Regions from separate parts of the Mus musculus genome. Here all the other regions are linked to region 1. A link is a contact called in public HiChIP or PLAC-seq and promoter capture Hi-C data. All regions are on one chromosome and are shown on one strand. Each heading gives the region's core, a stretch centred on a gene start, on an enhancer-like site or on the middle of the called end of the contact. The rest is flanking DNA. Distances are from core to core; before and after follow the strand shown.

Evidence for each region. Promoter capture Hi-C pulls out the DNA fragments that hold promoters and counts their contacts. HiChIP or PLAC-seq counts read pairs in DNA pulled down with a chosen protein or histone mark.
Region 2: a promoter capture Hi-C map of cranial neural crest shows a contact between it and region 1. The contact joins two enhancer-like sites. A contact is called at or near these places in 6 of 39 promoter capture datasets (cranial neural crest, embryonic stem cells, hippocampal neurons and 2 more) and 1 of 484 Hi-C or Micro-C datasets (cortical neurons).
Region 3: an H3K4me3 HiChIP or PLAC-seq map of stem cell-derived neural progenitor cells shows a contact between it and region 1, with 7 times the contacts expected there. The contact joins the promoter of Sap18 here to the enhancer-like site in region 1. A contact is called at or near these places in 4 of 39 promoter capture datasets (cranial neural crest, hippocampal neurons, liver and 1 more), 8 of 484 Hi-C or Micro-C datasets (the HL-1 cell line, the P5424 cell line, adipose-derived mesenchymal stem cells and 4 more) and 4 of 115 datasets of contacts at active chromatin or transcription factors (embryonic forebrain, embryonic limb bud, forebrain and 1 more).
Region 4: a contact with region 1 is called in a promoter capture Hi-C map of hippocampal neurons, with 8 times the contacts expected there. The contact joins the promoter of Mrpl57 here to the enhancer-like site in region 1. A contact is called at or near these places in 11 of 39 promoter capture datasets (the 3T3-L1 cell line, 3T3-L1-derived adipocytes, the C10 cell line and 6 more), 3 of 484 Hi-C or Micro-C datasets (cortical neurons, myocytes and stem cell-derived neural stem cells), 6 of 115 datasets of contacts at active chromatin or transcription factors (astrocytes, craniofacial prominence, embryonic forebrain and 3 more) and 1 of 9 other capture datasets (pancreatic islet).
Region 5: a contact with region 1 is called in a promoter capture Hi-C map of hippocampal neurons, with 11 times the contacts expected there. The contact joins the promoter of 3110083C13Rik here to the enhancer-like site in region 1. A contact is called at or near these places in 10 of 39 promoter capture datasets (the 3T3-L1 cell line, 3T3-L1-derived adipocytes, cranial neural crest and 6 more), 1 of 115 datasets of contacts at active chromatin or transcription factors (embryonic stem cells) and 1 of 9 other capture datasets (liver).

What each region holds. Positions count from the first base shown.
Region 1 is chr14:59,103,122-59,105,882 of GRCm38.p6, reverse strand. No RefSeq gene overlaps it. Among named protein-coding and RNA genes, the nearest start is that of 1700129C05Rik, 38 kb to the left of the region's middle. Within about 2 kb of position 1,377, at least 17 of the 459 cell types and tissues checked have an H3K27ac peak or open chromatin away from gene starts, as enhancers often do. A contact at or near this core is called in stem cell-derived neural progenitor cells, where this site is marked.
Region 2 is chr14:57,752,420-57,755,180 of GRCm38.p6, reverse strand. It overlaps Gm52140, which reads right to left. Exons shown (of 3, transcript XM_030248241.1): 3 at 988-1,763. Among named protein-coding and RNA genes, the nearest start is that of Lats2, 7.7 kb to the right of the region's middle. Within about 2 kb of position 1,345, at least 65 of the 459 cell types and tissues checked have an H3K27ac peak or open chromatin away from gene starts, as enhancers often do.
Region 3 is chr14:57,796,834-57,799,594 of GRCm38.p6, reverse strand. It overlaps Sap18 (Sin3-associated polypeptide 18), which reads right to left and starts at 1,406. Exons shown (of 4, transcript NM_009119.3): 1 at 1,241-1,406; 2 at 998-1,107. The coding sequence starts at 1,369. It overlaps Mir3077 (microRNA 3077), which reads right to left and starts at 1,171; the gene lies at 1,108-1,171.
Region 4 is chr14:57,824,868-57,827,628 of GRCm38.p6, reverse strand. It overlaps Mrpl57 (mitochondrial ribosomal protein L57), which reads right to left and starts at 1,390. Exons shown (of 2, transcript NM_026401.2): 1 at 1,307-1,390; 2 at 1-1,120. The coding sequence starts at 1,112. The coding sequence ends at 804. It overlaps Ska3 (spindle and kinetochore associated complex subunit 3), which reads left to right and starts at 1,466. Exons shown (of 9, transcript NM_198605.3): 1 at 1,466-1,619. The coding sequence starts at 1,517.
Region 5 is chr14:57,997,901-58,000,661 of GRCm38.p6, reverse strand. It overlaps 3110083C13Rik (RIKEN cDNA 3110083C13 gene), which reads right to left and starts at 1,350. Exons shown (of 2, transcript NR_166770.1): 1 at 1,200-1,350. Micu2 (mitochondrial calcium uptake 2) reads left to right here and starts at 1,400. Exons shown (of 12, transcript NM_028643.3): 1 at 1,400-1,632. The coding sequence starts at 1,423.

The sequences.
Region 1 (2,761 bases), core at 128-2,627:
CTGGCTATTATAAATAAGCTGCTATGAACATAGTGGAGCATGTGTCCTTATTACCAGTTGGAAGGAACACCTTCTGGGTATATGCCCAGGAGAGGTATTTCTGGATCTTCTGGTAGTACTATGTCCAATTTTCTGAGGAACTGCCAGACTGATTTCCAGAGTGTTTGTACAAGCTTGCAATCCCACCAGAAATGCTAAAACCATCCAGTGGAAAAAAGATAGCATTTTCAACAAATGGTGCTGGCACAACTGGAGGTTATCATGTAGAAGAATGCAAATTGATACATTCTTATCTCCTTGTACAAAGCTCAAGTCTAAGTGGATCAAACAACTCCACATAAAACCAGAGACAGTGAAACTTATAGAGGAGAAAGTGGGGAAAAGCCTCGAAGATATGGGCACAGGGGGAAAATTCCTAAACAGAACAGCAATGGCTTGTGCTGTAAGATCAAGAATGGACAAATGGGACCTCATAAAATTGCAAAGCTTCTGTAAGGCAAAAGATACTGTCAATAAGACAAAAAGGTCACCAACAGATTGGGAAAGAAGTTTTACCAATCCTAAATCTAATAGGGGACTGATATCCAATATATACAAAGAGCTCAAGAAGCTGAACTCCAGAAATTCTCATAACCCCATTAAAAATGGGGTACAGATATAAACAAAGAATTCTCAACTGCGGAGTGCTGAAGGGCTGAGAAGCACTTGAAAAAATGTTCAACATCCATAATCATGAGGGAAATGCAAATCAAAACAACCCTGAGATTCCACCTCACACCAGTCAGAATGGCTAGGATCAAAAATTCAGGTGACAGCAGGTGCTGGCGAGGATGTGGAGAGAACAAAACCATCCTTACACAGTTCCCTCGCTCGTCCTTCTCCAGGTCACGTGATCGCGCAATGACCTTGGTTTAAGCCAACAGGTAATCCTCCAGGCTGTGCTCCTGACAGTTAAGTGGCTTTAACATAAACTTTGCAAACAGGAGGGGATATGCTAGATAAAAGCACCATTTGTCTTTTGCTCACTTGCTGTGTGCCCTCTCCATTGTCTGGTGAGGACCCTTGGGAGGTGGGAGACTTGGCTTGTCCTGGGCAGTCCATGAACGGTTTTTCTTCTCTTTGGCACAGAGTGGGTATTTACTGGGCACACATTCTGGTGCTTTGATGGATGGGTGAGCTGGACTTCACCTACACTGAGCTAAAGAGATCAAGACTTGGACAGGTCTTTTTCCATCCAGTGGTGTCAGCGATTTAGAGTAAACCTCCCAGCCGACTCCATGATCTTCAGGGGGAGGGGCCATCCTTGAGCTCACAGACAGAGTAACAAAGGTTTGCTTATGGTGCTGTGGCCTCTGCTAGCAAAGAGGTTCTGTATGCCCAGCTACCGTGGGCTCCTGTCTTCCTTGTCCGTTTACTGTGGTTGTCCTCCACTCTGACAGGGTCTGAAGCCTTTTATCTTCCATTTCGAACATCACTTTGAAGCCTTTGCAAGGACTATGTTACAAGTTTAGTGATAGACAAACTCAAATAGTTGAACAAGGAGTGAGAGAGGATGGAGAAAGATACAGATAGACCTGCTAATGAAAATGGAAAAAAAATAATCTAATCATCCCTGAGTTAGAGAAAAACATCCTTTGTTCCCCATCTCAGTGAAAAAATCCCAGGTATGCGGGGTCACGGCCTCAAGCTTCTTCTGGCTCCGCAGCTGGGCTACGATTTGCAATAAAGCAAACCTTTCAAAGGCGGTCAACTTTAGCAGGGTGTTTTGCTGCACAGAGGAGGACGGCTGGCAGTGTATGGGTCCTGGCAACGCTCCCCTGGAGAAGGACACTGCTCCTAGTCAGCAGGGACATTTTATTTCACCTCAACTGTTTTCATCCAGAGACCAGAGGGTGACCAAAATGGTGCTTCTGTGAATTTTTTCTCGTTAGATTTAAGTGTAATCTCAAAGAGAAATGCACTCAGTTCTGATGCTAAGCAACTTTAGGTCATCTACAATGCTGTAAAGACCATTGAGGTTGAATCCAGGGCTCACATTAGGCAAGTGCTAGACTTTTTACCCGCATTGCCTACCCTTCTGATTTCATTTAGAGACAGGGTCTTCCCAAGCTGCCAAGACTGATCTTGGGCTTGTGGTCTTCCTAGTTTAGAGGCCTGAATATCTAGGGTTACACCTGTACCAGCTATTTACTAACTCTTCTCATGGAAAGTCACAGCCTGACTTGATGGAATTCATGTTTTCACTGTTCCCGAGGGCCGTGCATCTTACTTGTAGGCATCGCATGTTTATTAAAGACAGCATAAAATGATGCATACTCTTAACTATATTCATATAACAGCTTACATTTATTTTTTCTGGTGCTGAGGTATAAACCCAGAGGCAGGCACATGCTGGGAACACCTTGTTTTCCGAGCTGCATTGCCAGCCTAAAAGCACTTTAGTGGTGAGTCATATTTATCAGTTTCCCCTTATGTACCTCCCGTTGTCCATATCTGATGAGATTCAGGACACCATTTTCTTGACTAAATATACCCGCAGATTTCTTTCTGGGTTTATCACCCCCTTCTGATCTATCTTGTGTGAAAACCACACCAAACACAGATATTTCCATATACACACATTTATTTTACTTCCATACCCACTTCCCTTTATACAGGTCTGATGACTTGTAGACTCATCCTATGATGTAAGCACCAATCCCTGATACCATTAATGATACTCTTTTATGCTTGCACACAGGAGTCTAGCATGGTTATCCTC
Region 2 (2,761 bases), core at 96-2,595, 1.4 Mb after region 1:
GTCAGATCTCGTTCCGGATGATTGTGAGCCACCATGTGGTTGCTGGGATTTGAACTACGGACCTTCGGAAGAGCAGTCGGGTGCTCTTACCCACTGAGCCATCTCACCAGCCCCCGGCACAGATGATCTTAACATGTGATGGGATGATGTCCCCAAAACCACCAGGAGCTGAAAGTACCAGGAAGTGGCAAGTGCATTTACTATCCCAAGTCAGCAAACACGGCAGCTCAGCGACACAGCAGTTGTGGCACTAACTGGTCTCCGTGATTTTGGGACTGACCTGGAGCCTCAGATGTTTATCAGTACATCTGACTCTGCTTATGTTAGAAGTACATTTCCACTTAGCCGAGAATGACCTATTTTGTGAGTTTTGGGCTCTGTGTGGAGATGGAGCATCTTGGTGAAGAGCAAACACACCCTGTCTTCACAGAACATACCCTTTATGGGAAGATCTAGGCCTACATGGAATAATCATAAAGAAAGAAGTGCGGTGAGAAGCAGTACTGTGTGCCACACAGAGAGAAACAAGAAGGAAGAGTACTACAGGGAGTCCCAGAGGGTTCACTCAATTGGTCCTTAGTGTAGCACAACAAGTACGTCATGGCAGATGTATGGACGAGCTTGGTTCACTTCCCATCAGCTGGGAAAAAGGCATGCCGGAGGCACTGGGGGCCCTGCTCCCTCCTCTTCGCTTCAGGTGATAGGGTTTTTTAAAAAGTTGTTTGTTGCCGGGCAGTGGTGGCACTTGCCTTTAATTCCAGCACCTGGGAGGCAGAGAGGCAGAGAGGCAGAGAGGCAGAGAGGCAGAGAGGCAGAGAGGCAGAGGCAAGTGGATTTCTGAGTTCGAGGCCAGCCTGGTCTACAAAGTGAGTTCCAGGACAGCCAGGACTATACAGAGAAACCCTGTCTCGAAAGAAACCAAAAAAACAAAAACAAACAAACAACAACAAAAAAACAAAAACAACCCCCCCCAAAAGTTGTTTGTTTTGTGCTTCGTTTTGTGTTTTTTAGACAGGCTCTCTTGTAGCCCAGGCTAGGCAGGAGTTAAGGCTGACCTTAACTCCTGGTTCTCATACCTCTGCTCTCTAAGTGCTGGGATTACAGGTGTGCCCCACTGTGTCCAGCTTTGTAGCTGATGGTGGTGGTTGTGGTCTGTTTGTTTATTCAGGGTCTCCATTACCCAGACCTTTGTGTGTGTGTGTGTGTGTGTGTGTGTGTGTGTGTGAATTTTTGTGCTCAAGGAATCTTCTTGCCTTAGCAGCTTGAGTAGCTAGGGCATACACTACCGCCTCGTTAGCTTTTAATTTGACGGTACTTAACCACAGAGCTATGTCATCTCTTCTATCCAGTCTGTTTATATCCCCGCTGCTCCAACATCCTGCCTACTCTTTCAGAGTCCATTCTCTGCATGCCTTAAATACCAACTTTCCTCCTGACTTTGTTTCAGCCCCTTTCCCTTTCTAAGTAGCTTTATTTCAAATTCTGATCCTTTCTCTCACTTCTGTCCTTTGGAAAGGGATTAGTTCTGGGGCATTCACCCCGCCTGGTTCCAACTCTTCTTGGCCTTCCATTATCCATAATCAAATACAGTTTGCAGCAACTGCTTCCTTTTGCTTCGGAATCTGGCAGCCAGGGCCTCACAGGCCTGCTTCCACTTCTGCCCTGGAGTCGACTTATCACGGTCTCCTCCTGGCTTTCTTCTGGCCATGTTTTTCGAGCATCTAATGATAACACACTTCATTTTTCTTTTTCTGATCTGGTATCTGGTAGATAAAGCAAAACCACTTAAAGTAACAGTGAGCAACCCAAACAGCAGCTCATTCACAGTTCTCCTTACATTCGGAGTTAAGAATAGATCACGGAACCGGTTCCTTTACAGTCGATTAATTATACAGTTAAATCTTTTTGGTAGATTTAGGTTGTCTGCTTCCTCCCAAGTGACTCGGACGTGTTTATTTTGTTACAGAAATCGATTGTGATAAAACAAAAGCCTTGGACTTATTCTTCATAAAGTTTACCAATATGTGATACAAAATAGTACGTTAAAACTTTTAGCAGGTGTGGCACAGCACACACCTATAGACCAGCAAGCACAGGCAAGGGGGTTTGAGGGAGAAGAGTTCAGGCTCACCTACATGAGATCCCCTCCCAAAAATAAATGAATAAACAGATGGTTTTACTGAGCCAGCTGCTTCTACCAGCAAGTAGCTCCAGTATTCAGGAGACTGAGACAAGCTGTTTGGGCCCAGAAGTTTGACACCAGATTGGGCCAGAGATACTACTTCATTGTTTTATGTTTTTGTCGTTTGTTTCTGAGACTAGATCTTTCTATGTAACCTTAACTGGCCTGGAGCTCACTATGCAGGCCAAGCTGGCCCAAAAATCACAATGACCACCTGCCTGTGCCTCCCAAGTGCTGGGATTAAAGGCATGTTCCACCAAACCTGGCCTGGTCATTTTTTGTTTTTTGCTTTTTCCAATGTTTTCTCTTATGTATGTCTGTGCACCTCTTCTGTGTCTGGTGCCTGAAGAGACCAGAGGTTAGTACCAGATCCCCCAGAACTGGAGTTACAGCCAGTTGTGAGCCATCCATCAGGTGGGTAGGTTCCCTGGAAGAGCAGCCATTGCTCTTTACCACTGTGCCACCTCCCTGGCCTGTTTTGTGGTTTTGTTTTTGTTATTATTTAGGTACGGCCTCACTGGCCTGGAAATCACTCTGTAGACCAAGGTGGTCTTGAACTCACAGAGATCCTCCTGCCTC
Region 3 (2,761 bases), core at 157-2,656, 1.3 Mb after region 1:
TGGCATAAACTCTGATTTTCTTTTGAGGCAATTTTTAAAAATTAAACAAGCTTTTACAGTCTGAGTGCCCTAGCAGAAGAAGGGTAAGCTTTATAGCAGAAAGTCTCAAGAGCATATGCTGAAAGGTGTGTACAGTAAACACTACATTTTTAAAGTGAAAAACTTGATTATTCCAAGATTTTGATATCCATGTGGTTCTGGAACAATCTCTACAGATAACAGAGAGATAACCCTCTTTAGAAAGCTGGGCTCACGGAATAGAAAAGCAGCACTTAAGCAAAGTCCGGGCAAGCTGGAAAATTCATTTGTTGGGGGACACGGAATTTTAGTATGTGGAGAGTGGCTTAAATTCAGCCGCTACTCAGTAGTTTTCCCTTATAAATTCAATCACTAGCTCGTGTTTTGGATGGGGGTGGGGGGATGGGGGGTTGTTTGTCTGTTTTCCCGAGAAAGGGACTCTTTTGTGGTGTATCTTACCACCGCAACAAAAATGTATTAAAATTCGCCTTTGCTGCTTTTCCAAAGCTATTACAGTGTCAACCTGACACAATCCAAAGGACAAGCCTGTAACGGTCCTAGCTGCGTGGGTCCTGAGCAAGGCAGGTACTCGGAGATGAAACACTTGGGACAGCCGTCCTCACCGTGCAAACACCAAACGCTTTGACACCAAGGGCCGGGGCAGAAAGGGCTCGGTGTTGATGGTGCTTTTTAATATCTTGGTGCTGCGTGGCTCGAGGCTTCCCATTGCCTCCACTCTGCGAACACGGTTCACTCAACAGCCATCTCCCTCCCCGTCCTCTACCATCTTATCCTACCGCACCGTAAGCTACCTACGTATCCTTTTGTACCGGGCGGCCACACGGCGAGAGCGACGCCGGTCAGTTCACTCTGACCTAACGTTTCATCCCCACTCCCGAAAGGCGTCACACGGCGGGCGAGCCCGCCCTGGCTGTCCCCGAGGACGCAGCCCGCCAGGCCCGGGTCCCGCGCGGCTCACCAGGTGTAGATCTGCAGCTCGCTCGAAGGCACGTTCCCGCGGGAGAACTCGTCCATTCGGTGGTGGCGGCCGTTGTTGGTGGTGAAGACCCGCAGCAGGAGCGGGCAGGTCTGCGGAGAAGCAGGGAGTCAGCCTCGGGCGCGCCATTTGGCCTGCCCGCCCACCCGTCCGCAGGCCGCGCCCGCCCTCCCGCCAGCTCGCCGCTGCTGCCACCTCTGCCCCGCAGCCGCCCGCAACCCGCACCTTCTCGCGGTCGATCGGCTTCTCCGGCTCCTTCTTAATTTCCTCCTGGGTAACGCGCGACTCCACCGCCATCTTCCTCCTTCGGCCCGGGAGACGCTCGCCCTGACCTCCGACCCCTGCGGCGAGCATGAGCTAGTCGTCTCTCGCGAGGAAAGGCACGAGGTTTTATAGGAAACGAGTGGCAAGGCGGGGCATCGCATGGCGCAGGCGTATTTCCGTATGTGTGGGTGCACACGCACGCACGCGCGCGCGTACGTGTTGCCTTGGGGAGAGGGGTGGGGCACACGCATGCGCAGTGCTCTACAGGCGTCTTGATCGTTCTTAGTTGTTTTCTTACGTGCTCACTGCCCAGGTCAGCTTAACGTAATATTTTCATGCGTAGTGATGAAAATGTGTAGCGATCACGAAAAACTTAAGAAAATTCACATGACATGTAAAAATATGAACCAGGTAGTCATAGTGATGATAAACCGACTGAACTGGTTAATATGGACCCCCAGTGCAGAAAGGTACTGCAAGGCCAGCGAAATGATACCTTTTCTGTAGATGATGGGGTAAAGCTGTCTGTTTAGGGGCTATGAATGAAATAGGCTCTTTTTATGTCACGCAAAATTCAAGAGAGGCAAATCCAGCGGCATGGTGATGCATACCTTCACCTGGTCTTCAGAGTGTCAGGACAGTCAGGGCTATGTGGAGAGAGCCTGTTTCAAAACAAAAACTACAAAAGTATCAGTGAGAAAGACTGATTGAAAAAACCTTCATGCCGGCCAGTGGTGGCGCACTCCTTTAATCCCAGTACTTGGGAGGCAGAGGCAGGCTGACTTCTGCATTTGAGGCCAGCCTGGTCTACAGAGTGAGTTCCAGGACAGTCAGGGCTACACAGAGAAACCCTGTCTCAGAAAAAGAAAGAAAGAAAGAAAGAAAGAAAGAAAGAAAGAAAGAAAGAGAGAGAGAGAGAGAGAGAGAGAGAGAGAGAGAAAGAAGGAAAGATAGAAAGGAAGGAAGGAAGGAAGAAAGAAACCTTCACAATATGCTATAGATACTAAAACATAAACCCCATAGCTCCATTTTAAAGCAGTTGCTTTAAAAATGAAATCTAGACAGTAAGCATGTAAGGTTCGGAATGTCACTGCTAACCCAGAGAGTTCGTTAAAGATCTGGTGACTGCTTTTAATAGATTGCTTTACAAACAAATCGGATGTAGTATATCTGCAAAAATTAGACACTGCCAGTAGCAGCTGTTGGCCTTGGCACTTCTGAACTCCGGTGAGAAGGCAAGCTGGCACACACTTTGGATTCTTTAGGGTTCCTTGCTAGTCATCCTCTAGTCCTTACAACCCCTTCTTGCTGATAGACTCTAGAGAAAATCTTTGCTAGGAGTATATCCAGAGACATTATGAGAATGCTCTTCACTTGAGGTTCTTACAGAGGACCAGGCTACAATTCAAAACACCTGTAACTCCAGTTCCAGAGGCTCTGATGTCCTCTTCTGGCTTCCTTTGGGCACTGCATGCATGTGGT
Region 4 (2,761 bases), core at 141-2,640, 1.3 Mb after region 1:
ATGTTGTGGTGACTCCAACCATAACATTATTTTCATTGTTACTTCACAACTGTAATTTTGCTGTTATCATAATACAAATCTCTGATACTCAGCCTCATGAAAGGGTTCTGCAACCACCACAAGGGGTCATGCCCAACAGGTTGAGAATGGCTATCCTAGACAGAAAGTAAGAAAACACCCCTTGTACAACAAAGCTCTAGCCAAGTACCTCAGCCTTAAGACTCATCAGTTTGTAGTTTTACAGCATTTAAATCTAAAAGGTGCAAGGTATGGTGGCACTTGCCTTTAGTCACAGCACTTGGGAGGCAGAGGCCAGTAGATCTCGGAGGTCAAGGCCAGCCTAGCCTATACAGCAAGTTCTATGGCTATATAGTGAGACAAACAAAAAAAAAAAAAACCCCACATTTTACAGAAGGGCAGGGAACCATGCCTGTAATTCCAGTAGCTAGGCACAGGGAGGGCTGCTGCAAGCTTTAGGCCAGAAAAAATAAAAAACAACCCTGAAAATAGACCGATTATGCACATATGGAGCCTCAAACAGTCTCTTTTGGCCTTCTGAGTCTAGGTCTTACTAACTACATCAGCAAAGATTTTCCTGCCTCCACCTCTTAATGTTGGGATTACAGGTGTGAAACAAACGCCTAGGTAGGGTCCCAAGTATTCCGTATGAGACAACTATTAATCAATCATGTTTGCTTTAATAAGATACTGGTCGAAGGGGTCACACTGGTACATAAATTACATTTTCTCAGCTCCAGGACCAAGTAAGGATAGAGCAGTCCGGTATCCATAATCTTGAAGGGTTAGGACCATTTCTTCGAGATGTTGAGATGGTCTAGCTGGTCTGCAATGTATCTATGCTTAGGGAACTTGGAAGTGGCCGCTGCCTTGATGGCTTCAAAAGCCTGGGCCCGTCGCTCCGCGGCGTGGCCGCACTCCTGCTCTGCTGTCATGTAGGGCATGCTGAGCCAGTAGTGGTTCTCGGCCTCCACCTCCAGGCGACGGATCATGCTCTCCTTCGCTTGGAAAGACACGGTACGCGGCCGCCGGTGCTTCCCGATCCACTGCCTGCCCGGAATGCGGCCGCGGAGGAGGACAGCGGTGAGGAACATGGTGCCTCCTGAGGAAATGACACGAAAGCCGCGGTCGCTGAGCCCCGGACCCGGGAAGCGAGCAACCGGCGTGCCAAGCTTGCGCCCACATCCCGCGGCCGAATCCAGAGCACGCTCGGCCTCTCGCCGGAAGTGAGTGGCCGGGAGCCGACTACACTGCAGGATATGGGGGTGGGGGCTCCCCGAAAACCCACCTCGCGTACCAACCGGCCCGGGACACGCTCCCCTCGGCGCTCCGCGTCCCCCGACCGATGCGGCGGCGCGCTGCTTCCGGTCTCTCTGGGGCCCTGATGCTAGAGTTCCGCTCTCGCGAGAGACGCCTTCTGCGCCTGCGCAGGATTCAAATGTGTAGCGCGTTCGTTCGAGGGGACTGGAGGTCAGCAGTCGGCTCGGCGGCCCTCAGCATGAACCCCATCCAGAGTTTCCACTGTAAGCTGCGGGGTCTGGCCACCACGCTGGACAGCGAGACGGCCCGGCTGCTGAGAGCGCTGGACGGCGAGGACAGCGGTGAGTGGGCGCGGGCGGGAGAGTGCGGTTCTCAGCGGGCGGTGTCGTCCAAGGGGCGTAGCTGATCTGTGATGGAAACTGTGCGGACAAATTCTCCTTGTGGCCGCAGGCGAGCGGGTGGTTGGGTGTTTGTTAACAACATCCAGTGGCAACTGTATTAAGACGCACTAAAACCCTGTTTTCTGTACGTGTAAAGTCATTTCGTCTCACTCGAATGGGCCCCTATTGAAGCAAGCATCTGCATTTTCTCCACTAACACTCTATTTGAAGTACAAATACTCGGCACTGCTGTTTTTTTGTTTGTTTTAAGATTTGTTTATATATGTATATGAATGCTCTATTTGCGTGGATGCAGGCACGACAGAAAAGGGCAGCAGATCCCATTATACATGGTCGTGAGCCACCTTGTAGTTGCTGGGAATTGAACTTAGGACCTCCAGAATTGGAGCCAGTATTCTTAGCCACTGAGCCATCTCTCCCGCCTCTTGTTTTATTTTTTAATAATAAAATTAAACATCATTTCTAACTTGTACTAGAGATTTTTTTCTTTTTTCTTTTTTCTTTTTTTTTTTTTTCGAGACAGGGTTTCTCTGTGTAGCCCTGGCTGTCCTGGACCTCACTTTGTAGACCAGGCTGGCCTCGAACTCGGAAATCCGCCTGCCTCTGCCTCCCGAGTGCTGGGATTAAAGGTGTGCGCCACCAAGCCCAGCCTGAGATTTTTTTAAAAAGTTGCAAGGTCACGGAGTGGCGTCCGCCATGAATCCCAACACTCAAGAAGCTGAAGGAGGTAGATTTTTGCGAGTTCCAGGCTAGCACCTGACCAATCAACCAGGCTTAGTGAGACCCTGTCCAAAAAAAAAAAAAAAAAGAAAGAAAGAAAAAAAAGAAAAAAAATCGATGCAAAAGTAGTTCAGATTTTGAGATTATCATAAAATGTCATAAATGTAATCTGTCTCGCACCCAGTAGGTCGAATGTAGTGGCACTTGCCTTTAATCCCAGCACTCTAGAAGGCATAGGCTGGCAGATCTCTGAGTTTGAGGCCAGCTTGATCTACAAATCGAGTTCCAGGACATCCAGGGATATACAGGAAACCCCTGTTTTGAAAAACAGAAACAAAGCAAAAATTGCACCCCGTAGACAC
Region 5 (2,761 bases), core at 101-2,600, 1.1 Mb after region 1:
ACCAGGCGCTCGGGAGGAGCAGACAAACAGAGATAGGCCCTTGAAAAGTGTTGGCCAGCTTTGAAAGATTACAAAAAAAAAAAAAAAATCCAAAGAAAAATAATGGCTGTTGCTAAATGCCATGCATAGGGCCTGACAGCACTGACCTGTACATGCAAATGTTGTCAAAATGCTAACGTCCTGTACATTTTACTTCATTCAAACACCAAATTTTAGGGGCTGAGTAGACAGCTCATCAGTTAAGAGTGTTCTCTGCTCTACCAGAGCACCAGAGGTCCATTCTCAGCACCCATATCAGGCTGATCACAACTGCCTCTATCTCCAGCTACAACACCCTCTTCTGGACTCTGGGGGCACCCACCCATATGTGGCATAAATACACAGAGGCATACACATAAAAAATGAGTCTTGATAAATAAATATAAAGGGCATTTAGCTATAAAAAACGGAGATCTGTAAGGGTGAGCATGTACACATATTCTTTCCTTTTTTCCTTTTGACACAGGATTTCACTATGTAGTTATGGGTGGCCTGGAACTCACTGCGCAGACCAGAGGTCAGAAAACAACTTATAGGACTCTCTTCTCTGACTTCTAACTCAGGTAGGCAGGCTTGGCATGAAGTGCCTTTATCCACTGAACCAACTGTCTCAAGTGACTCACTATAATCAGACATGTGACATTTGGGGCAAATATAATATCGTCAATATTTTCAGCCCCTTACCCTAGCCTCTTTGAGGATGAAATTCTACTGTTGCATCAACACCCACAGTGGTTATACCCAGCACCCTCTGCCGCTTACTGTTAGAAGTGTTTCCCTCTCCAGCTCTAAATGTGCCCACTTACGACTGACATAGGCTTTCCCGAGAGAGCTAAAGATGCTATGTTTAAGTCTATCGACTGAAAAACCATGCTAAATCTAATTTGATTCCGCATTTATCATCAACACCCTTCTTAGTCCCTATTCTTAATCTAGTTTGTCCAATATATTCCACCCAGAATCTATTACCCTTCCTTTAGTCTAATTTCATGGGGGGGGGGGGGTAGAGACCAGAAGGGGGCGCTGGATGCCCTGGAGCTGGACTTATCTGTGGCCTTAAGTCTCCGGAATCCAGCTGTGGTGCTCTGGAAGGGCAGCAAGCACCCTTCACCCCTGAGCCATCCCTGCAGCCCCTTCTTGGCCCACAGTGGTGACCTGACCTGTTAGGACAGTTAACCAGCTAACTCATGTCCTTTGCCTTGGAAACTGTCACCGGAGCCGAGGGTCACCTCAAAACCACGCTTGAACGTCGAGGAAGCAGCCACACCTAGCAACACACGCGCAGAGCACGGTGGAGGGTGATGAGCTCTCGCGAGAGCCCAACTCTGTTCTCGGGCAACAGACGGTGAGGGCGGGGCGCGACGCTCGGGCGCTTCCGCAAAGATGGCGGCGGCTGCGGGAAGAAGCGCTTGGCTGGCGGCCTGGGGCGGAAGGCTGCGGCGCGGGCTCGCGGCCGGCCGACGAGCTGTGCCGACTCGCGGCCCTCTCGCAGCGGCTGTGGCCGGGGTAGCCCTGGCAGGCGCAGGAGCGGCATGGCATCACGGCCGCGTGAAAGCAGCCGCGCGCGAGGGCTCCCGAACGGTGTCGGCGCAGGTACGGCTCAGCCCGGCCCCGCCCTCAGGCACCCCTGGGAGGGGGGCGGAGGCACAGGAGACCCTAGGCGCCTGGCACGAGCCTGGAGGGCCTGGGGGGTTCCGGGAGGAGGCGGCGGGAGGCCCCGCCCGGGATGCGTGTGGGCGTGGCTGGGGCACGCCTCTGCCCACCTGGTGGATGGAGAAGGGTCCTTGACGTTTGCGGGGGCTGGGCACCCCTTAGTTAGCCTGCATCGTTAAAGAGTTCCCTGGTCGCTTCTTTGTTGAAAAGGGTGGCGTCGACCTACTGTGTGAGCCACACACCCCCCCAGTCTAGAGAATATCAACTCTAAAAGTTAAACAGCTGATAGTTGCAGATTTTATCAATTCCAATGACAGCTGTTACATAAGTCGAAACCGTAATGTTTTAGTGGACCCCGCCTACGCGGCAAAACAAGTTTTCCTAAACCTGAGCTGTCAGGATGCAAATGTTAAGTACCCTACTTCAAGATGAACCCGGTCTTGTAAAACCTTGGAAAGTTTGAATGTACTCTCTAAGATTTTTATAGAGAGAGGCATTTCAGTGTTTTGGGTTTTAGGGTTTTTAAAATTAAAAGCAGTTTTTTATTTTCCTTATTTGCTAGGTTTCTGTTACCTAGTTCTAGTGGGAAAACTCAAGCATTAAAATACAACAAAAAGAAAAGCATACCTTACAGATTAAAGGTTGGTAACTGTTTGATTATTGAACAGTTTATACAAACATTGACTCCAACCTCACACCACATCAGAGGTGGAAAAAGCTACACAAGCATTATAGACTACTTTTTAATGTTTTCTGTGATTTGTTTTCATTTTATATGTATGAGTGTTTTGCCTGCGTGTATGTGTGTACACTGAATGCAGACCTGATGCCCAAATGCCATAAGCTTGCATTGGGCCCCTAGAACTAGAGTTACAGGTGATCCTAAGGGACCACAAGAGTGCTGGGAACTGAACCTGGGCCCTCTATAAGAGCAGCAAGAGCCCTTAACCACTGAGCCATCTCTCCAGCCCCAACATTTTTGTTCATTCTATGTCAACCAAATTTATTGTTCATTATTGGTTTTTCTGTTTGCATATTCAATTCCATCCTATCCAGAACCTTAGGTTAG